Regions from separate parts of the Mus musculus genome. Here all the other regions are linked to region 1. The links are chromatin contacts, called in public Hi-C and HiChIP or PLAC-seq maps. All regions are on one chromosome and are shown on one strand. Each heading gives the region's core, a stretch centred on a gene start, on an enhancer-like site or on the middle of the called end of the contact. The rest is flanking DNA. Distances are from core to core; before and after follow the strand shown.

Region 1 (3,939 bases), core at 1,060-3,559:
TACACACAGGCACACACACACACATGAGTGTACACATATACATACACTCACAACAAATAAGTATTTAAAAGTTTTAAACAGCCGGGTGGTGGTAGTGCACGCCTTTAATCCCAGCACTTGGGAGGCAGAGGCAGGCAATTTCTGAGTTCGAGGCCAGCCTGGTTTACAAAATGAGTTCCAGGACAGCCAGGGCTATACAGAGAAACCCTGTCTCAGAAAAAAAAAAAAAAAAAGTTTTAAACAGATTCAAAACTGTGATGAAAAGACAGTTCTTTAATTACCAGTTGATAAACCTCACTCCCATTTGAGTACTAACACGTTGGTTTTTTCCCTTTGGCAGCTTCATTAACAAAACACTATGTGATGATATGAGCATAATTCGAGTGATGACAACTCATTCCATCCCCAGCTTTCTGATGGCATATATCTTGACATCTGATCTTTAAAACTGAGTGGGTTGTGTGTATTCTTCCTCGATGATAATAAAAGTCTATTTGCAAGCACAGGCTGGTGATTTTGGTGTTGCTAAGAAATAAAGAGGCCAAATATGGTGGTGCACACTTTTAATCCTGACTCTGGGAAGGCAGAGGCAGGAGGAAGATCTGGGTTCTGAGGCCAGTCTGGTCCTCAGAGCTAGTTCAAAGCCAACCAGGGCTATATCATGAGAAACTATATCTGAAACAAAACCTGTGACTAGATGTACAAGCTACTTGGCTATGACATCTGTCATTTCATGGCTATAGGGTTGACTCAGATGACTAGGACATGTGGGCACCTTATCACTGAAGAAGCCATGAGGAAAGTTAAAATAAAAAAGACCCTTTATGAGACTATAATTACCCATTCCCCCCTTCCTCCTTTAAACATTTCCATATACCTCTCCTCACTATTCTCTTTTGAATTCTTGACTGCTTTTTTTTTTCTCAAACCACTTTTTAAATCAATGGCACATGGGCTAGAGAGAAGGTTCAGCAGTGAAGACCACTGGCTGCTCTTCCACAGGACCTGGGTTCAATTGTTAGCACACAGAGAGCAGCTAACACTGTAACTCCAGTTCTGGCAGATATGTTACCCTTCACAAAGACATACTTATCAGCAAAACAAAAACACATACAAAATCTTTTTTAAAAAAAAAACTAAAAGAAGAAAAGCAAAAAATAATAATTATTAAAAGCCAGGTGGTAGCTGAGCACACCTTTAATCTCACCACTTGGGAGTCAGCTAGAACCGAGTACAAGCCAGCCTGTTTTACAGAGTGAGTTCCAGGACAGTCAGTGATATAAACATATATGTACACAGAGAAACCCTGTCTTGAAAACCCTTAAAATGGAAAATTAAAGTCTAATTGAGCCTATGGTTTAAAAGGATTAGAGTCAATAAGGTGGAGCAAAGGCATGGAGGCAGGAACAGTGGAGAGTGCACATCTTGATCTTCACATAGGAAGCAAAGAGACACCATGGGAATGACAAGTCTTTTTAAACCTCAAATACTGTCCACAACCCTTCCAACAGGGCCACACCTCCTAATCCTTCCAAAATAGTTGCACCAACTATTGACCAAGCTTATGGGAGCCATTCTCATTCAGAATACCACACATGTACACACATGCAAAACACAAAGAATCATGCAAGGAAAGAAACCCCATAGCTCAGACACTTGAGGGGCAAAAGTAAAGGAATCCTAAACCATACGGCGAGCTCGAGGTTTGCTCATGTTACATGACACTGCCTCTCAAAAGAAATAAAACCAAAGGACTTGAGACAAGGCTTAGCAGTTAAGACCAAAGCTGCTCTTCCAGAGGACCCAGGTTCAATTCCCAACACCCACATGGCAGTTCACAACTGACAATCCAGTTCCAGCGATCCAACACCCTCTTCTGGCCTCTGAGGTAACTACATGCTTCTGGTACACATTCAAGCAAAACAAACCAACATACATACATACATACATACATACATACATACATATATAAATACATGCAAAACAAGCTCCCTGACTGTCTAGGTAAGGAAAGTATATGACTGGAATCCTAGCACTCAGGAGGCTGACCCTGATCACAGGGAGCTCAAGGTAGCTTAGACTGTGTGACAAAACCATTTATCAAGTAAGTAAATAAGGCTATATGACTAAACAGAAGGGACTTGGGAATGAAAATATTACCAACTGAAAAAAACAGACAATTTGTTCATAGAATTTTAAGAAATTCCTTAATGAATTTCAGTGTTTCATGCCCTTCCCCCATCCTTGAGCAGGGTCACAGACCTTGAGTGCTTGCTACAATGGGTTTTATGACCTAGGTGGAGTTGTTTGCCTTGCTGCACCTGCAGATTCCCACAGGAACTTAGAGGGAATAGACTGCATGCTGAGCTTGCTTTGCAACACAATCCAGCTGAAAGGATGGGTTTTGTGGTCTTCCCTTTATAAGCTGGAGCTGCAGAATTAAACTTTGAAGCTTGATCAGAACCCGTGATGGCTCTATGCATAATTTTAAACTATTTTAATTCTTTTTATTTCAGGCTTTCTTTACCATATACCAAAGCCAACCTCCAATGACACACATGTAGCCATATGAAGTTTTATTGTTGGGAAAGTTTTTAATCTGCCACAGTACTATTATATAATTTCGTAAATGATTCATAAAGTATTGGTTTCCCCAGAGATAAGGTCATGTTAGTGATCCCATCTCAAGGGATGGTTTCTTAACCATTATTCTTATTTAAGATCTTAGCCTAGACTATCAGGAACAACTCATAAATTAGAAAATGGGATAGAAAACATAAAACAAATAAGTTGCCAAGAGAACTATGGCTCAATATTTTCTTCTGGCCAAGAGTTCCACAACCTGTTCCAAGAGACCTCCTTATTTTGAAGTATATTGCCTCTGTCTGTGAAACTTGTCACATAGATTCTACAGGGTTTGGTGTGGCACATGTCTTTTTACAGAAATTGGACCCTAATACAATCAGGGTCTGGCTATGGCTGTTGCCTTGCAGGGGATTACAGTATAAGCAATGCTTTCACAGCAACGATGAGATAAGGAATGTTTTAATTATTGGGGGATAGGTCATTTAAGGAAAGACTGTCCAAAAAAATAGAGGCATAGACAGGCTGCAGAATCACTCCCCTAGAATCTGTCCTCCATGCAGGAAGGGTAATCATTGGGCCAGACCTCAGGAAATAGACCCAGATTAAGAAGCATTTACATTTGAGTTAAGGCAAAGCTCATGGTGGGCTCAGTGGAGGCTTATGTGGCATTCCTTTTGTCTTTGTCATCCTGACTAGTCCCTAGAAAAGTGTTTACCAGACCTGCTGACAAAAGAATTGCTCAACTTGCTTTAGTTCTCTTGTATCCCCTCTCTCCCAAATTTGTTAAGAGTGAGAGGGGACAAAGTGGCTTTGGTTCCTCTGATGTGTACTGGGTTCAATGTATTACCAGTAAGAGATCTAACCTTAAATTAATGAAGAAGAAAAAAAGGTTTGAAGGATTGATAGACACTGGAAGCTGATGTGCTAACTCACCTCCAAGGGATTGGTTATTCTAATAATCTAAAACAAAGTTCCAAACTTAAGATTTATGAAAGATTAATGAAACTAGAGACTTATAAAGGCATTACAACCTGGCTTACCTACACCAGCTGCCTTTCAAAAATATAGTTAAAAGATTATTATAAATTTAAAACATAGTTTTTATACTATTCCTCTGATTCCTGATGATTATAAAGGGTTTGCTTTTAGAGAACTTGTAATTTTAAGGTACCCATGAAGTGATAGATATCATTGGAAAGTTTTGCCTCAAGGAATGTTTAACCACCCCATATTATGTTAAAAAAAAAATTTCTTTCTGCTTCAGTACAAGAAGTTAGAACTTTGAATCTTTCATGGTACATTATTCATTATATGGAGGGTGTTTTATTAGCTGATCTTTCTGAAGGCATTTTA
Region 2 (3,939 bases), core at 797-3,296, 420 kb before region 1:
TGGTCTACAAAGTGAGTTCCAGGACAGCCAGGGCTATACAGAGAAACCCTGACTCGAAAAACCAAAAAATAAAATAAAATAAAAATAAAAATAAAGAAAATGTTAACATGGAAAATTAAAGTTAATTGAGCTTATGGTTTAAAAGGATTAGAGTCAATAGGGTAGAGCAAAGGCATGGAGGCAGGAACAGTGGAGAGTGCACATATTGATCTGCACATAGAAAGCAAAGAGACACCATGGGAATGACAAGTCTTTTTAAAACTCAAAGACTATCCACAGTGACACAACCCCTCCAACAGAACCACACCTCCTAATCCTTCCAAAATAGTTCCACCAACTATTGGCCAAGCTTATGGGACTCATTCTCTTTCAGATTACCACACATGCACACACGTGCAAATCACACAGAATCACGCAGAAAGAAACCCCATAGCTAAGCCACTTGAGTGGCCAAAGTAAATGGATCCTCAATCATATGGTGAGCTCAAGGCTAAGCTGGGGTACATGACACCACCTCTCAAAAGAAATAAAACCAAAGGACTAGAGACGAGGCTTGGCAGTTAAGACAAGAGCTTCTCTTCCAGAGGACCATGGTTCGATTCCCAGCACCCACAGGACAGTTCACAACTGACAATCCAGTTCCAAGGATTCATCGCCCTCTTTGGCCTCTGATGAAACTACATGCTTTTGGTACACATTCAGGCAAAGCATGCATACATACATGCAAAAGAAGCTCCCTGACTGACTGACTCTCTAGGTAAGGGGAGTTTATGACTGGAGACCCAGCACTAAGGAGGCTGAGCCTGACCACAGGGAGCTCAAGGTAGCTTAGACTGTGTGACAAAACCCTTTCTCAAGTAAATAAGGCAATATTGCCAAACAGAAGAGACTTTTCTGAGTTGAGGAATGAAAATATTAATAAATTAAGAAAGCAGGCAAAACAGAGACAATTTGTTCATAGAATTTTAAATAATTTCTTAATGATTTTCAGAGTTTGTGCCATTCCCCTGTGGGGCCCTGAAAAGCAGCCTGGTTTGGTTGAAAGAGGCTTGCTCTTGAGACCCAGTTGAAAATTTTACAAGGGATGGGACAGTGAGCCACGTTCCCAGGGAGGTGTCTGATACCACAGAGTCACCAACACCATAATTCTGTCACTGTCAGTCATTCAGACAAAGCCCCAAGCTCCTGGCATTCTAGCTTGACTCCACCCTCATAGTTACCTGAGTATGAGGCCTGATATGGTCCTCTCCACAGTTACCTGGCAACAAGACTGTAGCCCAGCCCACTAGAAAAGGAACTAGAGTTGCTTGGCCCTTCCTCTCTCTCTCTTAGACTCTCACCTTTCTTACTCTCATTTCTAGCTCTCCTTTCTCGTCTCTTCCCCCTCTTCTCTCCACTTGGCCATGGTCAGCCTCTCTCTCTCTCTCTCTCTCTCTCTCTCTCTCTCTCTCTCTCTCTCTCTCTCTCTCTCTCTCTCTCCTTTCTCTCTTTCTCCCTGCCTTTCTACAATAGAGATCTAAAACAGTAGACTGTCTCTGCTCATCATGGCCTGATGTGCTTGAATGATGGGGTAGGATTTCCCCTGAAGAGCCATGTCTAACTTTCTTGAAGGCCTTCCTGTGCCCTTCCTCCTCCATGGACTGTACCAAGGATTCTTGCCTGCATGGGAAACACCCAGTGCCCCTTATTCCCCTGCCTCCTTCCTTTGACCATGAGGCTGGCTGAGCCACCCTCAGGGCTCCCACTTTGTTCTCAGCATTTCCAAGGTATCAAATTCTGTTTGGGATGCCTAAGACTGAGAACCTGTTATCTCTGGACTCATTGAGGCCCAGAGACTTCAGAATGCCTGCCCTTTTTCTACACCCAGCCCTGGCAGGCTGAGTTCTATGGCTTCCCACAGGCAGACACCCACCTGGGGCCCAGTGGAAAGCTTATGGCAGTTCTCCCTATTCTGCCTGCCCAGAGCACCAGAACTCTGAGGGGACTCCTATTTCCTCCCTCTCCCTTTATTCCCCCATGCCTGCTGCCCTACATTCCCCCATCCTTGAGTAGTGAAAACAGAACTTGAATGCTTAGAACAATGGATTTTATGACCTAAGTGGAGTTGTCTGCCTTGCTGCACCTGCCATTTCCTTTAGGAACTTAGAGGGAATTGACTGGCCAGCTAAGGTTGCTTTGCAACACAATCCAGCTGAAACAAAGGATGGGTTTTGTGGTCTTTCCTTTATGAGCTGGAGCTGCAGAATTGAATTTTGAGTTTTGATCAGATCCTTCTTTTGGCTCTATCCTTCTCACACACACTATCTTTTTCCATTTCCAGAACCCCATTCAGGTAAACCCAGTTTTCCATGGGCATTGGAAATATACAGGTGATGCTGGAACAAGGGGTCTAAAATGGGTTGACCCACTGAGAAATGCTGTCTTGGGTAGAGGTCCAGAGAAAACAGAGGAAAAGTAACGGTATCCTGCACACTAAGAAACAAACAGCATTAATGGTAGCACTAGATATAAAGTTTATTTTTTGGAGGCTGTTGTTGCAGGTCATGCATTTAAGCAGGATACAGCGAGGCTGGAGTGATGCTGACCAGATGCTGATTTCACCCAGGGGCGAAAGCGCATTGGACAGGGGAATTTTATATAGGGATATATCTGTAGCCAAGAGCTCCATCAGGAGAGAGGAGCAAGGTTTGTAAAAAACAGATGTTAGAAAAATTCTTAGCTCAATTGAATTTATGCACTGAGTGTCTCAGAGAAGTAGAAAGAAAGAGAGATAAATAAAGAGAGAGAATAGGTTTCCCCAGTCCAGGACCTGTTAGCAAAATGTACATAAGCTATTTCAGAACTCTCCTAGTGACAGTTGGAAATTGCTATCCAGCTTCCTCTCTGGCTCCTACTGGAGATATCCTTAGTCCTGGTTAAATCTAGGTCCCTTTGGGACACGAAATTCTCTTCTCTCTCTGTTTATTGTCTGCCCTTGGTGCACCAATCTGTCCATGTGTGTCAATTTATGTCTATTTTCATTTCATAATTTGAATGATTGTTGTTCTATGTTTCATGTTGAAAAGGAAAAATGGTTAAAACTTTATCTCTGGCTATCCACCCCTCGATTTAATCTAACTTGTTTAGAATGCAGTCTTAATTTGCAGAGCAGAAACTAATAAGTTATCCTGCATGATAACTGGGAGTCAAGCTCAGCTGGAGACAGGGTGTTTTTCCCTTGAAATTACAGCTAGAAAGGATGAGAAAATTTTGTTTGGTCTAAATATAAAAGATGTGTGTACTACTTCATTTTTGTTTCTGAGTGGTTTTAAAGGTATAAATATGTTCGGCATGTCTTGGTTATAAAGTGTTGACTTATAAGTTATTGGGTATGATTAGAAATTTCTAATATTGCTAAGAGTAAGTTAACTTAAACCTGGTAACTCAGGGTTGGAATCATTCTAAACAACAATACTTGGCATGAGCCAACCCTATCCTATCCTAGAAACTATACTCATAAAGGATAGGATTTAAAACAGTGTCTCTTTAATGAGGTATTAAAAGCTGCTCTGTCATGCATTCATATATAAAAACTGGAAGCCAAACATTTTAAAGTGAAAGTAATACTCCTCGTATTGATTTTTAAAGAGAATGGATTGTTTACACTGTTAATAATTGGGTTTGTTTTCCAAAACTCCGGTTATGTTCTAAAATTGCAAAACAAACTTGAAAATTATAGTAATCTGCCAGTGTTCCATTGGCTGCAGTTTTCACTTCGATCACAGGCTCACTAGTTTTACCTCACCCATATTTGTAATGAAGAAAAATTCAAGCAAGTGGAGATGACTGCAAGAGTAATAAAGAGTTAAAAAGAGCTGTAGCACAGCACTGGCCTGCGGCCCCTTTTACATAAGCTTTATCAGATACAGTGATAGAAGGAAATTTGACTCACCATGATAG
Region 3 (3,939 bases), core at 618-3,117, 370 kb before region 1:
AGCAATGACTGTTCTTCCGGAGGTCCCGAGTTCAAATCCCAGCAACCACATGGTGGCTCACAACCATCTGTAATGAGATCCAATGCTCTCTTCTGGTGTGTCTGAAGACAGCTACAGTGTACTTATGTATAATAAAAAATAAATCTTTAAAAAAAATCATATGGACCTGGGACTGGTGAGATGGCTCAATGGTGGCAGAGCACACCTTTAATCCCACCTCTTGGGAGACAGAGTCAGCCAGAACTGAGCACAAGCCAGCCTGGTTAACAGAGTGAGTTCAAGGACAGTCAGGGTTATGTACATATATGTACACAGAGAAACCCTGTCTAGATTAACCTTAAAATGGAAAATTAGAGATAATTGAGCTTATGGTTTAAAAGGATTAGAATCAATAGAGTGGAGTAAAGGCATGGAGCAGGAACAATGAAGAGTGCACTTCTTGACCTGCACATAGGAAACAAAGAGAAAGCATGGGAATGACAAGTCTTTTTAAACCTCAAAGCCTGTCCACAGTGACACAACCCCTCCAACCAAGCCACACCTCCTAATCCTTCCAACATAGTTCCACTAACTAGTTGCCAAGTTTATGAGAGCCATTCTCATTCAGATTACCACACATGCACACAAGTGCATAGCACACAGAACCATGCAAACAAAGAAACCCTATAGCTAAGCCACTTGAGAGGCAAAAGCCTTAAAGGAATCCTAAACTATAAGGTGAGCTCAAGGCTCTCTTGGGGTACATGACACTGCCTCTCAAAAGAAATTAAACCAAAGGACTAGAGACGAGGCTTGCTAGTTAAGACCAGAGCTGCTCTTCCTGAGGACCCAGGTTCAATTCCCAGCACCCACAGGGCAGTTCACAACTGACAATACAGTTCCAGCGATCCAACACCCTCTTCTGGCCTCTGAGGTAACTACATGCTTCTGGTACACATTCAGGCAAAACAAACCAACACACACACACACACACACACACACACACACACACACACACACACACGTAAAACAAGCTCCCTGACTGTCTAGGTAAGGGATGTGTATCCTTGGAGACCCAGCACTTAGGAGGCTGTGCCTGACCACAGGGAGCTCAAGGTAGCTGAGACTGTGTGACAAAACCCTCAAGTAAGTAAATGAGGCTATATGTCTAAACAGAAGAGAATTTTCTGAGTTGGGGAATGAAAATATTACCAACTGAAAAAAGCAGGCAAAACAGAGACAATTTCTTCATAGAATTTTAAGGAATTTCACAACAAAATTCAGTGTTTTGTGCCCTTCCTTCTATCCTTCCAAAGGCTAAACAGACTGTGAGTGCTTGCCAAATTGGGTTTTATGAACTAGGTGGAGTTGTCTTTCTTGCTGCACCTGCAGTTTCCTATAGGAACTCAGAGGGAATAGACTGCATGCTGAGCTTGCTTTGCAACACAATCCAGCTGAAACAAAGGATGGGTTTTGTGGTCTTCCCTTTATAAACTGGAGCTGCAGAATTAAACTTTGAGCGTTGATCAGAAAAGCGTCTCTTGGCTCTATCCTTCTCTCACACCCCATCCTTTTTCATTTCCAGCCCCCTTTTTATGTAAACCCAGATTTCTATGGCTCCTGTACAGCTAGCTATAGGTAGCACCAAAAAAATGGGTCTGAAATCTGGGGGGTAGGGCAAACCAATGAGAAACACTGTCTTGGGTAGAGGTCCATAGAAAATAGAGGAAAAGTAACAGTATCCTGCACACTAAGAAACAAACAGCATTAATGGTAATCTTAGGTATAAAGTTTACTTTTTGGAGGCTGTTGTTGCAGGAGGTGCAGTTAAGCAGGATACAGCTAGGCTGGAGTGATGCTGACCAGATGCTGATTTCATCCAGGGGTGACAGTGCATTGGGACAGAGGAATTCTATATAGGGATATATCTGCAGCCAAGAGCTGAATTGGGTGAGAGGAGCAGGGTTTAAAAAACAGATGATAGAAAAATTCTTAGCTCAAGAAGATTTATGCTGTGCATGGCTCTGAGAGAGAGAGAGAGAGAGAGAGAGAGAGAGAGAGAGAGAGAGAGAGAGAGAGAGAGAGAGAATAGGTTTCAGAAAAGCAGTTGTCCCCTGTCTAGGATGTGTTAGCCAAAAAATGGACATAAGGTATTTCTGAGCTCTCCTAGGGACAGTTGGAAATTGGGAGATGTCCTGCTTCCTCTCTGGCTCCTATTGAAGCTATCTTTAGTCCTGGTTAAATCTAGGTCCCTTTGGGACATGCAAAAAATAGTATAAAAACAATCTTTTGAATCTATAATAATCATATCCCTATATTTTGGAAAGGCAGATGGAGTAGGTAAGCCAGTTTGTAATGCCTTCATAAGTCTCTAGCTTCATTAACCTTTCCTAAAACTTAAGTTTGGAACTTTGATTTAGAATAACCAATCTCTTGGCAGTGAGTGAGTTCATCAGCTCCAGTGTCTATTAATTCTTCAAAGCTATTTTCTTCAATTATTAATTTAAGGTGAGATCTCTTACTAGTAATAGATTGAACCCAGTATACCTCTGAGAAACCAAAGTCACCTTGTTCTCTCTTACTCTTAACAAATTTGGGAGGGGGGGATGCAAGGCAAGTAAAACAAGTTGAGTAATTCTTCTGCTAGGTCTGGTAAACACCTTGCTCAGTGCTAATCAGGATGACAAAGACAAAAGGAATGCCACATAAGCCTCCTCTGAGTCCATATATATGTGTGTGTGTGTGTGTGTGTGTGTGTATTATAATTATATATTATAATATAATTATATATATTAATTATATATATTATAATATATAATATGTGTGTGTGTGTATTTTGAATGTTTTGACTGAAGGCATGGCTAATAGCCCTATACTGTGTAAAAAAATCTTGCATCTGCTTCAATACGAGAAGTTAGGACTTTGAATCTTTCCATGTATATTATTCTTTATATGGAGTGTATTTGATTAGCTGATTCCATTGAAGGCCTTTTACTACAACCCTTTGCTCTTATACAATGAGCATTAAAATTCTGGGGAGTAGTTGTTGCTCCATAAAAGATTCAAAGACAATATTCTTTTCAATATTTGGAACATCAGTTCTTTCCAAAACAAACTGTAGCACAGAAAATTTAAATAAAAAAAGATAGTTTACTTACTTTAAAAAGCTTTTAGGAGATGTTAATTGGCTAAGACCTCCTCTTAAGCTTACCCCAGGAACTTAAGCCCCTGTTTGATATTCTCAAAGGGTATGCAAATTTTAATTCCCCTGGACAATTAACTGATGGGGGACAAGTAGCTTTGCAGAAAATAGAGGAAGCTAGTAGCCAACAACAGATACATTATATAGACTATGATCAGTTGTTGGCTGTTTGGATTATTGCTATTCATGTGCCCACAGCAATTCTTTGGCAAGGGGACCATTAATGTGGATTCATCTTTCTTCATCTCCCAGTAAAGTTTGAATAGCCTATTATGAAGCTGCTGCTGTGTTAATACAGAATTGTAGGATAGAATTATGAAAACTATTTTCAAAAGAATGCCTTAAGAACCTGATGAAATGTTTCTTGCATATTCCAAACAGCAATTAAATTGGTTATTTGGCCTAGTCCATGTGCAAATTTTTCAGGCAAAATTGACAAATTGTTACAATTTGCCTGCATGCATGCTATTGTATTTCCTGCAAGTTTGCATATATAGCCAATAGAGAAAGGTCTTAAAGTATTTATAGATGGCTAATCTAATTGGAAAGCAGCATATGTGATTGGCTCACATGTTTATTCTCTTTGAGTTTCCCCCTGCTTCACAAATAATTGAATTATGTGTTGTAGCCAATGTTTAGGAAATGTTGAAAAAAATCAAGCTTTTAATTCTTATACTGATAGCCAATATATAGTCCATGGTTTACAATTACTTGAAATTTTTAGCTACTGCTAATTCTCAATTTTTGCAATTATTTTT

The links. Hi-C and Micro-C count contacts between places; a contact is called where the count stands out from the background. HiChIP or PLAC-seq counts read pairs in DNA pulled down with a chosen protein or histone mark.
Region 2: a contact with region 1 is called in a Hi-C map of embryonic stem cells, with 6 times the contacts expected there. The contact joins two enhancer-like sites. A contact is called at or near these places in 2 of 39 promoter capture datasets (embryonic stem cells and liver), 1 of 484 Hi-C or Micro-C datasets (embryonic stem cells), 2 of 115 datasets of contacts at active chromatin or transcription factors (acute myeloid leukemia and embryonic stem cells) and 2 of 9 other capture datasets (embryonic stem cells and macrophages).
Region 3: a contact with region 1 is called in an H3K27ac HiChIP or PLAC-seq map of embryonic stem cells, with 7 times the contacts expected there. The contact joins two enhancer-like sites. A contact is called at or near these places in 2 of 39 promoter capture datasets (hippocampal neurons and liver) and 2 of 115 datasets of contacts at active chromatin or transcription factors (both in embryonic stem cells).

Annotation. Positions count from the first base shown.
Region 1 is chr9:109,175,786-109,179,724 of GRCm38.p6, reverse strand. Fbxw13 (F-box and WD-40 domain protein 13) reads left to right here. Exons shown (of 10, transcript NM_177598.3): 10 at 341-498. The coding sequence ends at 446. Among named protein-coding and RNA genes, the nearest start is that of Fbxw21, 16 kb to the right of the region's middle. Within about 2 kb of position 2,309, at least 7 of the 459 cell types and tissues checked have an H3K27ac peak or open chromatin away from gene starts, as enhancers often do. A contact at or near this core is called in embryonic stem cells, where this site is marked.
Region 2 is chr9:109,595,563-109,599,501 of GRCm38.p6, reverse strand. No RefSeq gene overlaps it. Among named protein-coding and RNA genes, the nearest start is that of Fbxw24, 29 kb to the left of the region's middle. Within about 2 kb of position 2,046, at least 5 of the 459 cell types and tissues checked have an H3K27ac peak or open chromatin away from gene starts, as enhancers often do. A contact at or near this core is called in embryonic stem cells, where this site is marked.
Region 3 is chr9:109,547,294-109,551,232 of GRCm38.p6, reverse strand. No RefSeq gene overlaps it. Among named protein-coding and RNA genes, the nearest start is that of Fbxw23, 6.1 kb to the right of the region's middle. Within about 2 kb of position 1,867, at least 7 of the 459 cell types and tissues checked have an H3K27ac peak or open chromatin away from gene starts, as enhancers often do. A contact at or near this core is called in embryonic stem cells, where this site is marked.